2 separate regions of the Mus musculus genome follow, and region 2 is linked to region 1. Evidence: chromatin contacts called from public promoter capture Hi-C data. All regions are on one chromosome and are shown on one strand. Each heading gives the region's core, a stretch centred on a gene start, on an enhancer-like site or on the middle of the called end of the contact. The rest is flanking DNA. Distances are from core to core; before and after follow the strand shown. Region 1 holds the start of Cc2d2b (coiled-coil and C2 domain containing 2B). Region 2 holds the start of Ankrd2 (ankyrin repeat domain 2 (stretch responsive muscle)).

Region 1 (6,312 bases), core at 1,904-4,403:
GAGGACTGGACAGGGTGTAAAACTACTGAGTAGATTTGGAATAGAAAAGAGTCAAGTCCAAGTTAGCTAGATTTTTTTTCTTAATTAGTAGATGGGACATTTTAATGATTGGCTTAAGGACACTTAAGATTCTCCCTGCTTATGTGCCAAGATAAAACACAGCAGGAACAAGATGACAAAAATCAGTTCCTAATTTAACTATACTTCTTGATCTCCAACATCTTCTAAAATGAACCCCAAGCCCACCATGATGCTTCACACCCATAATTCTAACATCAAGGAGGCTGAAGCAGGAAGGTCCTAAACTGTTCTTCATGAGGAGACCCTGTCTCAGAACACCAATAAACACACAATAAAATAAACTTCAAACAAATACCTGGTTTCTGGTGCCTCTACAAATTTTGTTCATAAACCACAGAAAACAACCTCTGCATAACAAAACTCTAATGATTTATTAAAATAAAACAGAGCACTCAAAATATTAAACTTTTTTTTACAGCTCTAAAGCTGTCTTTAGCCTATTTATAGTCCACAAAGGACATAAGATAAATAAACAGATGGTTATCAACAAGACAGAGCTGGATGAAAATCATATCTGCTATACTCCTACAGTTTGACATTCTCTGTTACAAAGCTGGCTTGTGAGTGAAGGCCAACCCTCTCTTTCAGAATATTGTCATTAATTTTTGCAATGAAACCTTCTTCTAAAGGGTAAGGAAACTGGGGATTAACGATTTCTGTATCAGATGCCCTACAAGTCCAGTGCCAAAACACAAGTGAAGCCAGAGTTCTTGATCCACAGCAAGCAGATGGCAAATGTATTAGTAAAAGGTTTTACTCTTTGGCTGCCACTTAGAAACCCCTGAATGCTAGGAAGGGAGAGATGGCTCAGTAGCTAACAGTGATTCCAGAAATATGTTTCTCCCTGGGCTTGTTTGTTTGTTCATGACAGGGTTTCTCAGTGCAGCTCTGGCTGTCCTGGAACTCACTCTGTCCACCAGGCTGGCCTGCTTCTCTGTGGGTTCTTACTGGACCTCTTAAAATGTACTAATGTCCCCTTGTTCTTGCTTAGAACAGACTTCAGTCCAGTGTGGCTGTAGGTTTCCTCTTTCGCTGAGTGGATCCACTGTCATACAGTTCGACACTTCTAGTTTTGTTTTTTTTTAATTTAATATTTTAATTATTTACTTTACATCACAATCACGCCTCCCTCCCCTAATTCCCCAATCCCATCCCCCTCTCCTCTGAGCAGGTGGGGGCCCCTTGGGTATCCCCCTACCTTGGCACTTCAAGTCTTTGCAAAGCTAGGAGCTTCTTCTCCCACTGAGGCCAGACAAGGCAGCCCAGCTAGAAGAACATATCCCTCGTACAGGCAAATAAACTCTGCAACTGACGAGATGAGGAGGAGGGGGCATCTCCAAGAGAGACAGAGAACTGGGATAAGAAAGGCACCCAAGAATCAATGGGAGTGACCTTAGCTGTGACTCACAACTTTGGGGATATGGAACTTGACAAGACCACTTCCCATTAGCCAGGCAGGAACCCCGGTGGAGCCATTAGAGACACCAACCCACCCACCAAACTTTCAACCCCAAATTTATCCTGTCTATTAGAAATGTAGGCCCCAGGGATGGAGCAGAGACTGAGGGAATGGCCAATAAGAACTGTCCCAACTTGAGACCCAGCCAACGGGGCAAGCACCAATCCCTGACACTATTAATGATACTCTGTTATGCTTGCAGACAGTTGTGTTTCTTATGTCGCGTTCTTCAGAATTTCTTTTATTTGAGCTAGAACGTTGTGCCAAAAAAAATATATTCCAATAAAAATTCAAACAGTGGGCTGCATTTTGTCCAAATAAAAATCCACTAAACACATAGCATCAACTATCCTTTAGGAGCAGGTTACAGAAAAAGCAGAATTTAACAAAAGCCTCCCACCAGCCATATTCTTTAATAAGCATCAGGACCCTCAGATATTTTACTACCTGACAGGTTCAGAAATTCTTATCTTTTACTTATCTGTGATTTTTCCCCCTAAATCAAGAAGTGGGAATCTCGGCCCAGGCTCAGCTGGAGATGCATGTCTGAAATCCTAACACAGGAGAAGCTGAGACAGGAGGACCCAAGGAATGCATGCATGGCCCGAAAAGAAACCTTCTGAACTGTAAACTGGTATCTTTGGGAAACATCAAAACCAAGTTCCCTGTGCTCTCAAGACCAAGAAGATTTCACTTCTGCCCCTTTGCCCCCTCAAAGCCCTACAGCATGGTTTGAGGAAGGCGTGCAGGTGACACAGATTGTCCTATGGACTGAAGGCTTGTATCTAACACACCCAAGGCAATGTAATGATGCTACCTGGAAACTGATCTTGAGAATTATCAGAGTGCACTGGATTACCGACGGAGCACGGACACCGGGTCTAGTGAAACTGGCGAGAGTCCTGTGCTGTTTATATTCTAGGTCGAAGAGCCATCTCTGGGTCTGGACTCCAGTCTCAATTGGAGAAACCCTGAGGCCCTTCTCAGTGCGAGGGCCCTCGGGCCACACTTGCCACCTAGGGGTGAAGCAAGACTGCTTTTTCCTGGTCATCACTTTGCTTTGAGTTTTGTAACTTTTCTCAATGGACTGCACGCCACATTTCGAGCCTAATTCGCATCCTGTAGTCTTCTAGGGACTTTCTCCTAGCTCTTGTACCTGCCTTCTGTCAGTACTTACCTTGAAGTAAGTTCCGCTTGAAGTAAATTACCTTGAAGTAGTTCCGCTGATTCTAAGGTGTTGTCCTAATGCTTACCCTAGCAAAGAGTTCAACTCCAGCCGCCCAGCCTCCTCCACTCAGGAAATATTTTTCTGACCGGAACTTAATCCAAACCCCTCCCTGACCTCGAAGCTGTGAAATGTACACGTTTTCACCCCTATTCCTAAAACCGGGATGACTGGCAGGTGGCGCGGTTCCGTGCCCTCTCTTGCCACTTCACCTAGTTGCCTTGTTATCCCAGCCCCAGGATTCCGCACAGAGGAGGGGTGCATCCCCAGTGTACTCTGGTACCGTCATGGGGACCTTGAGAGATAAGACATTCACCTGATGGACACTGCTTTTCGATGCGTCTGGGAAGTGAAGACAGATCCTGAGCAGCTATCAACGCCTACAGCCGAAGAGCATGCGCAGTGCGAGCGTTTTTGCCCTCTGCCCCTCCCCTCCCCAGCCATCTGGTTCTGATCCAGCCTCAGTGCATGAGATCTCCTCGTGCACCTGAGCTAACCCTCCCCCCCCCCCCCGCATCCCTCGGGCCTCTCTTGCCCCTCCCTTTGGGGTGGGGGTTAGTGGCGGCTTAAGAACTGCATGCGCCACGCCACGGAGAGGGGACAGGAGAGCGGGTGCGCAGTGTGGATGCTTTTCATTTCAAGAGACTGGTGTCTGGCCCCATGCCACAGCCCTCAGTGCAAACAATTTTTTTTTCAGAGCTTGCAATTCGTGTCACAAATTTAATATCTTTTAAGTCTTGGGCTGGGTGCTGGAGAGCAAGCGATGAGGAGCACTTACTGCCCTTACAGAGGCCCGCGTCCCAGCACCCAGTTAGGTGGCCCACAACCGCCTGCCTGTAACTCCTGATGCCCTCTTCTGGCCTGGCTAGCACCTGCATTCACACATATACATATCCTCCCACACCCATAGAAACATAATTAAAAATAAAATAAATCTATGAAGGAGAAGTAGTGGTAGTTTGGGGCTGGGGAGATGGCTCAGCACATAGACTGTAATGTCAGTGAAGTTAAGATTCCCTGAACCCACGTAAGGCCAGGCAAGTGTGGAGACAGCCGCAGGAATCCCCCAGGGCAAGCTCTGGGTTCCAGAAGAGAGCAAAGTCTCAGCAAATAAAGTGTAGTATGATGGCAGAAGACAACCAGCGTCACACTGTGGCCTCCGCAAGCCGACCTACACCACGAACGCACCATCGCAGGCAGTAAATGAATAAACAAATCAAACAGCGGTATGTCCCCACCCTGCAAGCCTCTTTGTTCCTTGTTAAAATAATGATGACCTAAACAGAACTGATACAGTTGGGAGTTTGCAAGTGGGGCTGAGCACAGTGATGTGTGTCCCTTCATTCCAATATGCTGTTTTTATGAACCTCTTTCTGTGTCCGCCCCATTGAGCCGTTAGCCTGAGATTCTGAAGACACTTAGGAGGTCTTTAAAACTTAACGGGCCTCGAGAAAAGGGACGTAGGGAAATAGAGCAGCTGCAAAGGTGACTGCCCAGGCGAGGTAGAGACCCTGCGGCACAAGGGAACGAACTCAGAAGTTCCACTTGCCTCATTATCTGAAAAAGCAAACAAACAAAAAACGACTTACTGTTAACTGTGTCCACGCCTCAAAATTTATTTGGACAAATTCTCATTCCAAATAAAATCCTTGTTGTCTAGGGCTCATCTGGTATAGCAATTTAAGAGCAATGGTGGTAGATTCTTGTCGTTTGGGTTGTGAGCTTAGCCCTTAGGGGCCAGGCCATCTCTACAGTCCAACAGCAGAGTCAGAAAGCAGAGTCAAGAGTGTTTCCCTTACATACTGATGTCACGGATTAAATGGGAAATGTCTGCATGTTGCAAGCATCACAGAATATGATGAACTTTAAGAACATTTAATTTCCAGGATTATCAACCAGTGCTATGCATTTTTTAAAAGTACACATGGTGTGTGTGTGTGTGTGTGTGTGTGTGTGTGTGTGTGTGTGCTACAATGTATTATTGCTATTATACCTAAGCATTAAGTATATGGGTCCAAATACCTAAGTCAAGATAATGTAGGATTCAAGATCTCCTACCAAAGAGTTTATCGAACAGATGTTGAGGAATTCTAAATATTTTCAAGGTTAAAGAGCATTTCCTATCAGAGGGGAGGGAGTCGGAGTAAGAATTGACATCCAGTAGATATTTCAAACTAGTGGTCTAATCTCACATGCAGAACTGTTTTGATTCAGGCTATAATATATTTTTTTAACTGCTCTAGCTACAGATCAGATTTCATAGAACATTTTTAATTTCTTGGCAAAGAATTAGAAAGACATCTGCACAGGCAGGCAGGCAGGCAGGCAGGCAGGCAGGCAGGCAGGCAATCATCCAAGGCAGCAATAGTTACTGAGAAGTCGTCTACAGTGTCTTCTGTGCACAGAGAAAGCCTTTTTGTTTAGCCCAGTGCTGCCATCCATAGGACGGTATTGCCACCTGCACTCAGGGTTGGCCTGCCCACTTCAATTAACCCTATCTAGAAAACTGGTGAGCCTCATTTAGACGGTCTCTCACTAGCTTGTCTCCTAGGAGATTGCAGACCCTGTCGGATTGACAGCTAATATTGACCACTACATCTGAGGTACTAGCTCTGTTCTGACAGTGTCACCACATGGAAGACGTATCCCCCCCACCCCTCCCCCCCACATTACATCCATGTCCAGCAGAACCAGAATCTTCAAGTCTAGGCAGGCCTGTCCTGACCCCTGTCCATCTGTCCATTTCTTAAAGCTTTTCTGTGACAAAGCCAGAGTTTTACAATGACAGGGACAAACTGTAGCACACGGGGTGATGTCACAGCAAAGATTTGTCCTGCAACAAAGCAGAATGCTACCATGGGTCCTTAGCAGGCGTGGAGTGAATTAAAGCTGGGGCCTCTCTCTCAAATCTAAATATTCAGAACTTATTTATAGAGCCCTCCATTTTTTTTTTTGGTCATCTTGTATGAGCCTATTGAATTTCTCAGCTTTGATTTTATTCTCTGAATATTTTGTTAAAAGAAGATATTCTAATATTCATATTTTCATAATATTCATAATATCATAATATTCTCTGAATATTATGTTAAAAGAAGAGAAACGTTCTTAATTCTTTCATTCTGAGGGTTACATCTGAGTTTTCCTATAATTATTTTCCTTTTTAAACAGTACAGTGACAGAACTTCTTCTGCTGTTACACTTTAGTAACAATAATGTCTCAGGGTCTCTTGGTTTGTTTGAGCTCCGTGGACTCCCATCCTGCCTCTGGCTTCTCTACCCACCCAGATGACCCTACTCCTATACGGCCTCATCTCCACACTTCTGACCCCTACTAATTATCTCACTTTCTGCTCTTCCTCTGGACTACCATATGGGACAAAAAGTGACCTCCTGTGTCCCTTTCTCTCACAGGACACTCCTTGCAGATTTGGGAGCCTGGCTTTTGCTTAAGGACACCACTTTCCTAGCATCCCCGGGGCCCCCACAGGGAGAGCTAAACCCATGCTCAGCAGTGCCTGGAAGCAACATCTGTATTCTCTGTCTCCAT
Region 2 (6,312 bases), core at 2,679-5,178, 1.3 Mb before region 1:
TACCTTAACCTTTTGTAAAGCAGGACTCTGAACCCCGAGGCGCTTCTCTTCCTCTAGCACTAGCATGTCCATGGACAGCTTCCCAGGAGCGGATCTTCGAAGTTTCTAGAAAGCCATCGAAACCTACTTAAGACTAAGGATACGATTTTTTTTCCTTTTTCTTTTTCTTTTTCTTTTCTTTTCTTTTTTCTTTCTTTTCTTTTCTTTTCTTTTTTTTGTCCAGGCGTAGTAGTACACACCTACCATCTGAGCGCTTAAGACTAAAAAATGAGGATTACTGCTCTGAAGGGCCAGTCTGGTCCACATAGTGAGTTCTGGGCCAGCTGGAGTTACACATTAGCCTGTCTTAAAATCCAAAACAAAACCCACCACAACAAATTCTAGCATAATCTAAGCCCTTTTATAAAATATCATACTTCTTTATATATACTTACTGTGATGGTTTGTATATGCTTGGCCAAGGGAGTGGCACTATTAGGAGGTATGGTCTTGTTGGAGTAGTTGTGTCACTGTGGGTGTGGGCTTTAAGATCCTAGTTCCAGCTACCTGGAAGCCAGTATTCTGCTGGCAACCTTCAGATGAAGATGTAGAACTCTCAGTTCCTCCTGCATCATGTCTGCCTGGATGCTGCCATGTTCCCACCTTGATGATAATAGACTGAACCTCTGAACCTGTAAGCCAGCCTCAATTTAATGTTGCCTTATAAGAGTTGCCTTGGTCATGGTATCTGTACACAGCAGTAAAACCCTAAGACCCCTATACACAGTCCCGTATATTTTTAACCTCAATATTATATATAGTGACTAAAACAATGTGAGTGTTTTTATTGTTTAAGGGATAAAGACGGAAAAATCCTGTTCATGTTCATTACAAATAAAAAATTTAAATATTTCCATAGGGTTAGATGGCTCAGGAATTAAAAGCATTGGCTACTCTCCCAGAGGAACAAGGTTTGATTCCTAACACCTACATGACAGCTAACAACTATCTGTAATTCCCGTTCCAGGGGATACAACCCTTTCTTTTGGCCTCTGTAGGTACCAGAAATGCATGTAATGCAAGACATACATGCAGGCAAAAATATTCACACACATAAATTTAACACAAAGCCAAAATGTAAGAAAGTTTCCGTCTGTGGTTGGTTGAGTCCGTAGAGGTAGAACCTAAGGATACAGGGGTCTAATTAGGAAAAAAAAATCGTTTTGATGAGATAATTGTGACCAGAGATGGCAATTTTGGTCTTGGTGTCCCCCAAGCCCCAGGTATTGAACTTAGGTCTTGCAAGGGCTCTACCACTGAGCTACAGTCCCCAGCCCCATCGTCTTTCTCCCCCTAACAACAGCCCTTTCGGCGATATAAAAGCTTGGTAGTTCTATGCTAGATACGGCATTTTTCTCAGAAACGTTCGGCTCTGAATATCCAGAGCTTGGGTAGAGCGGCAGCTTCTGGCTTTCACGGTCACGTGGTCTTGGTATGACGAGCCTCCTCTCTGCATCTGAAGCTCTGGTTTCCCAGACTGCTTCAGTCTTAGTGATGTTCTGGCACTTCTTCCCCAGCGTCTCCTAAGCAGCGTGGGTAGACATATGTGCCCAGGTTGAGGATAACCAGGCAGGAGGGCAGCTGGGGAGAACTTGCCCCTCATGTGGCCCAGGCACCTTGCCCATTCCCACAGAGCCCTGGTTCTAGCCTCTCCCAGGGAAGGTTCTAGGTTTTATTTCCGATGTTTCCCGTTTACTTTGATTTTTCGTAGCGCTGAGCTAGAACTCAGGGCTTCACAGGACAGTCTAACGCTCTATCAAACTCTCTCCCAGTGTTTATTTTGGTGGTCCCTTGACTGCCTTTCTTGCCAGACTTCTGACTACACAACCTGGCAGGTTTGTAGGATTGTATGATTTGGAGTCTCCAGGGCTGTTCTCAGGCATCTTCCTTTAGGAAAAAAGAGATGACCTTGGGCTACAACTAGCTTGTGGGAGTCTGGCTGGATTATGAGGGAGCATCAGGGGGATGGAATTTGGGCTTAATCACCTGCTGTTTCCAGCATTTATTGTGACAGGGCCTGGCATGGAGTAGTTGCTCACTTAACACTTGTTAATCAAACAGACGATGAACAAGTGAATGAGTAATGGCCACACAGACGCAGCATCTCTGCCCATCCGGTAGTTCTTAGTTAATGGAGACTTTACCTGGTGAGCAGCAAATCTATTGCCTTCTATTCCTTCCAATACAGGAGGAATTTACACTCTAGTGCTGCCCTTTTCTTACTCTGACTCCTCTCAGATTTGTTGGTGGGCTGGCAGAGTTTGCATTCATTGAATGTTTATGAAATCGAATGCAGGTCCGGAGTAAGAAGGAAACTCCCACCTGACTCCACAGAACAGACTTCAGCTTAGAGAGGATGCTTGTAAAGACGCTGGCAGGGAGAGGAGCTGGGTGAGAAGGCTGGCACTGTGGGTACCTGTGGCCCTGCAGCCCTGTGGCTATATTTGTTAGATGAATGGATGGGGGAGGACCGTGTCCCCTCACAGAAGCTTCCAGTGTCTTGTGGCCACACTCCAGAGATGACAAGCAGATGACGTTCCTGTCCAGCAGCAGCAGCCATGGGCACACGCTCTCGGGGGAGGGAGGAGCGAGATTCCTGGGATGCTCGGCTGCTGTCCACACTCCCCTTGATAAATCTGAGCTCATCACTTCTCTTAAATGATGGGGGCCTCTGAGTTCCGATAGGCTCCCCCTTCCCCCTCTAATAACATCAGCAACATCAGAACCGGCTCTATAACAGGTCAGACAGTGGCACAGCACTCTTAACAGTCAGTGGTCCTCACTGCTCACGGAGCCTGCACCTCTTACCTGGTCTTCTCTGGTTTGTCCTTGGCCCTCTTTCTAGCCCCAGCTCTTGGTGTCTGTCACACATTTTCATGACCACTTTTATCTATCTGCTGTTTAGCCTCAAGTACCTCTCCCCACATCCCGACCACACTTCTTAATCCCAAAGGTCCAGCTCACACTCCATCCTGACCAGAGTAGTCCCAGAGGACCAGAAGGGCTCACCCACCCATTCATCACTACTCTCCATTTTCCATACGCCCGTTTCTGCCCTCTGCCTTCTTCTTAGTTGATGATACAAATAAAAGGTTACAATTAGTGCCCACCTTCGCCCTACGCACTGGACTCTAGGCTCCTGGTCCTCTACCCCCACCCCAGGGGGGGGTAATCTCACCATGTAGCCCAGGCTGGCTCCACCTCTGAGATTATAGGATTGTACCACCACACCTGGCTCAACTGTTTTTGAATAAGATGTAGAGCAGGACCAGTCAGTAGTCCAGCCCCACTTAACTTAGCCAAGAGAAAACGTACCCGTGTGTGCATTAGGCCTCTGCCAACAGTCCTGGCTAAGTCCCAGCTGCCCTTCCCCATCTCCTTTCCTGACTCCTGTCAGTTTGCTCTCCCGCAGCAACCAGCCCTGGCATCCAGGGGACATTCTGTGTGTGTGTGTGTGTGTGTGTGTGTGTGTCAGGACCTTACCTTTCTGGTTTTCCCAGAGAATACTCATCTGTCTTCTCTGTCCAGTCCAGTCTATCTCTTGAAGCCCAGGTGAGTGGGCAGGGTCTCGGGAAGGCCTGCCCCCTCCAAGTGCCTGTTTGCGGGGCTGAAGCCCCATCTCCCACCACCCACAACCATGTTAGGAACATCCCGCTTGGGCCCTGGGAAGTAGCATGTTGTCTGGACCCAGGTAGCAGCCGACTTTCCCTTCTCATGACAGCACAGATGGACCAACCGTTAACCCTGAGGCCCCCCTCCCTCCCTCCCCGACACCCTTCACCTCAGCTCCCACCTCAGTCTCTTCCTCCTGGGCAAGCCGCTGCTCGATGAGCTCTGTGGCTCTCTGCACCGCCTCGGGCCCCTCCATGGTACCCTCCATGACTGTTTCTGCAAGCCACAGGGCATGGGGTCTTTATAGGCCCAAGCACCCACCCCGCCCACTGGGCGCCTTTGTCATTAGCTCACAGGCTCGTTTCTCCATCTGTCATGAGCTTACTAGCTCAACTCTCCACCTGCCTCCCCCACCTGTCACCTTCACCTCGGACAGCCCCAGGGAGCATGGGAAGCCACTGTCCAGGCCAGGGAACTTGCCCCTCCCCTAACCTCTGGCCTACCAGAGCCAGAAGGCACACCGCCCCGAAGGACAGCTGCGGGAAAGAGGCCTGTCCAGTGTGTCCTCAGTGCTGGGAACTGGCTAAGTCTTAGCCAGGGTGAACGGGCTGCAAAGGACCTACATGCTGCCATTGGTCTGGCTGGAGTGCCACCTGCTGGATGCCCAGAAATGCTGTCTAGCTTGTGCCAGGCAGGGGAGCCTGAAAAACCAAGTATGAGCCCCAGCAGACCTGTGGGCATCCGAGACCTTCTCCAAGCAAGAGCTGGAACGGCTGCTGCCCTCTGGTGGCTGCTATGGGTCCCATGGGCCCTAGGGAAACACGGCTATGCTGCATGGCGTGTCCATTAGCCATGAACAGAACCTGTCCATCTGTTTGTTTCATCTTCCTGGAGTCCTCAGCAGAACCTAGTGTTGTTTTAAGAGCTCAGGAAGTCAGAGTTCAGAGCTAAGGCCATCTCACGAGTACTAGGCGATGCCAGACTGCCGTGGGCGGAGCTGGTCACACTCCCCGAGAACAGAGAATACACAGAGGAAAGGCAGACCTGCACTTGAGCTCCTCGCCTGGGACTCCCAGCCTGGAGCCCGAGGTCATTATGAGCTAGGTTTAATCTGCCAGTGGACTACAAATGTTCCATACTTCTACAACTGCAAGTGGCACCCGAGATTCCCCTCTGGTGATGTACACAGTCCTGCAGAAGAAACAGGAGGAGACAGCCCTGTCTGTCTCTGGCTCGCACATTTCTGGAAGCTTGTCATCCCACGCTCTGACACAGCATCCCATGTGGGCCCTGTGGGGTGGTTGCCACATGGCTATGCTGCCCTCTGTGGGTGCTCCTTCACTTTTCCTATCTGGACCGCCCCCCAACACACACACACACACACACACACACACACACACAGACACATAATTGTCCCAGCAACTGCTGCAGGAGGCAGGGTGGGAGGCACCATCTCTCCATTAAAGGAAAGCAAACTGTGTTCAGAGGTGAAGTGGCCTTTTTCAGGACCCACAGAACACAGCGAGGTTGGATGAGACTAGGGCCCCCAGGAGGAGCATCAGTTGGATGCTCTGCTGTGCCCATCTGCAGCCAAGCCAGCAGAAGCTCTGGGCTCCGGCTGGCTGGCGTGCTGTGAAACAGGAAGTCATGTGCTAGGCAAGAGAGGAGCAAAGGCTTTATTGATAAAATGCAGATGTGTCTGTACACAGGGCCCCGCTGGGCTATGACCAGGCTTCGGACCCCACCCTGCCTGGGTTACAGTTGGGGACAGCCCTGTGCAAACCCCTGCCATGAAGCCTGGCTATCCAGCCACCCGCCTCATCTCTGCAGATTGTGCTGGGTGCAGGGAGAGGCAGAGAGGCCCACCTGAAGCTCCTTAAGCCCTGGGGCCCACCGGGCTCCCTCCCCATCCAGGGGACTGGCACTGTGCCCAGGGCAGAGTCATGGTGAGGGATAAAGGGGAGACAGCAATTGCTTCCAACCCTGAGCAGAAAACTGGAGTGAGCACAGCGTGGCACCAGATGACAGGTCGCCAGGACGGCCCCCATGGCTCCAACCTGTGGTGGAGAGTGCCATGTGCCTTTTCTCCAAGGTTGGCAAGGCCTGTGTGTGGCAGGCAGCACTGCTCCCTGGGTGCTGAGCACTGGTGGATCCAGTGCCCCAGAGGGCAAGTCCCTTCGCAGCTCACTAAGAGCCATACAGCAGGGCGGTGGGAGGCGCCCCTGAAGAAGACAGCAGCACTGGAAGGCGGCAGGACTGGGCCCCACAGCCTGCAGGGCCCCCCATGGCCTCTTTTCCTAGGAGTTGGTGCCGTCAGTCCGTCAGTCCGTCAGTCCTGGGGTGGTGGGGGCTGGTTGATGATGACCTGGATGACGAAGTCTTTTTGAATCTTTGTTTCCTGGAGCCTTGTGCGGTCTGTAAGCAGCTTCCCAGAGAAGAACCATCTCTGCCAGGATGGCTCAATGCCCTCCTGGCTGTGCAGCTGCCTCTTGAGTTGCCCCACCGTGTCAGGCAGGCTGGCATTGAGCCTCACGTCCTTGCCTGTGGAGAGGCGCACTTTCAGTGGGAATTCACGGCGCACACTAGGGGTGGGCTCGGGAGGCTCCAGGCTCTCCTCCTCCGTGTGCTCCAGCAGCAAGTTCACAGGTGGGGACAGGCAAT

The links. Promoter capture Hi-C pulls out the DNA fragments that hold promoters and counts their contacts.
Region 2: a promoter capture Hi-C map of pre-B cells shows a contact between it and region 1, with 4 times the contacts expected there. The contact joins the promoter of Ankrd2 here to the promoter of Cc2d2b in region 1.

What each region holds. Positions count from the first base shown.
Region 1 is chr19:40,745,658-40,751,969 of GRCm38.p6, reverse strand. Cc2d2b (coiled-coil and C2 domain containing 2B) reads right to left here and starts at 3,153. Exons shown (of 35, transcript NM_001376940.1): 1 at 3,082-3,153.
Region 2 is chr19:42,033,643-42,039,954 of GRCm38.p6, reverse strand. It overlaps Ankrd2 (ankyrin repeat domain 2 (stretch responsive muscle)), which reads right to left and starts at 3,928. Exons shown (of 9, transcript NM_020033.2): 1 at 3,833-3,928; 2 at 4-105. The coding sequence starts at 3,919. It overlaps Ubtd1 (ubiquitin domain containing 1), which reads right to left. Exons shown (of 3, transcript NM_145500.3): 3 at 5,314-6,312. The coding sequence ends at 5,981.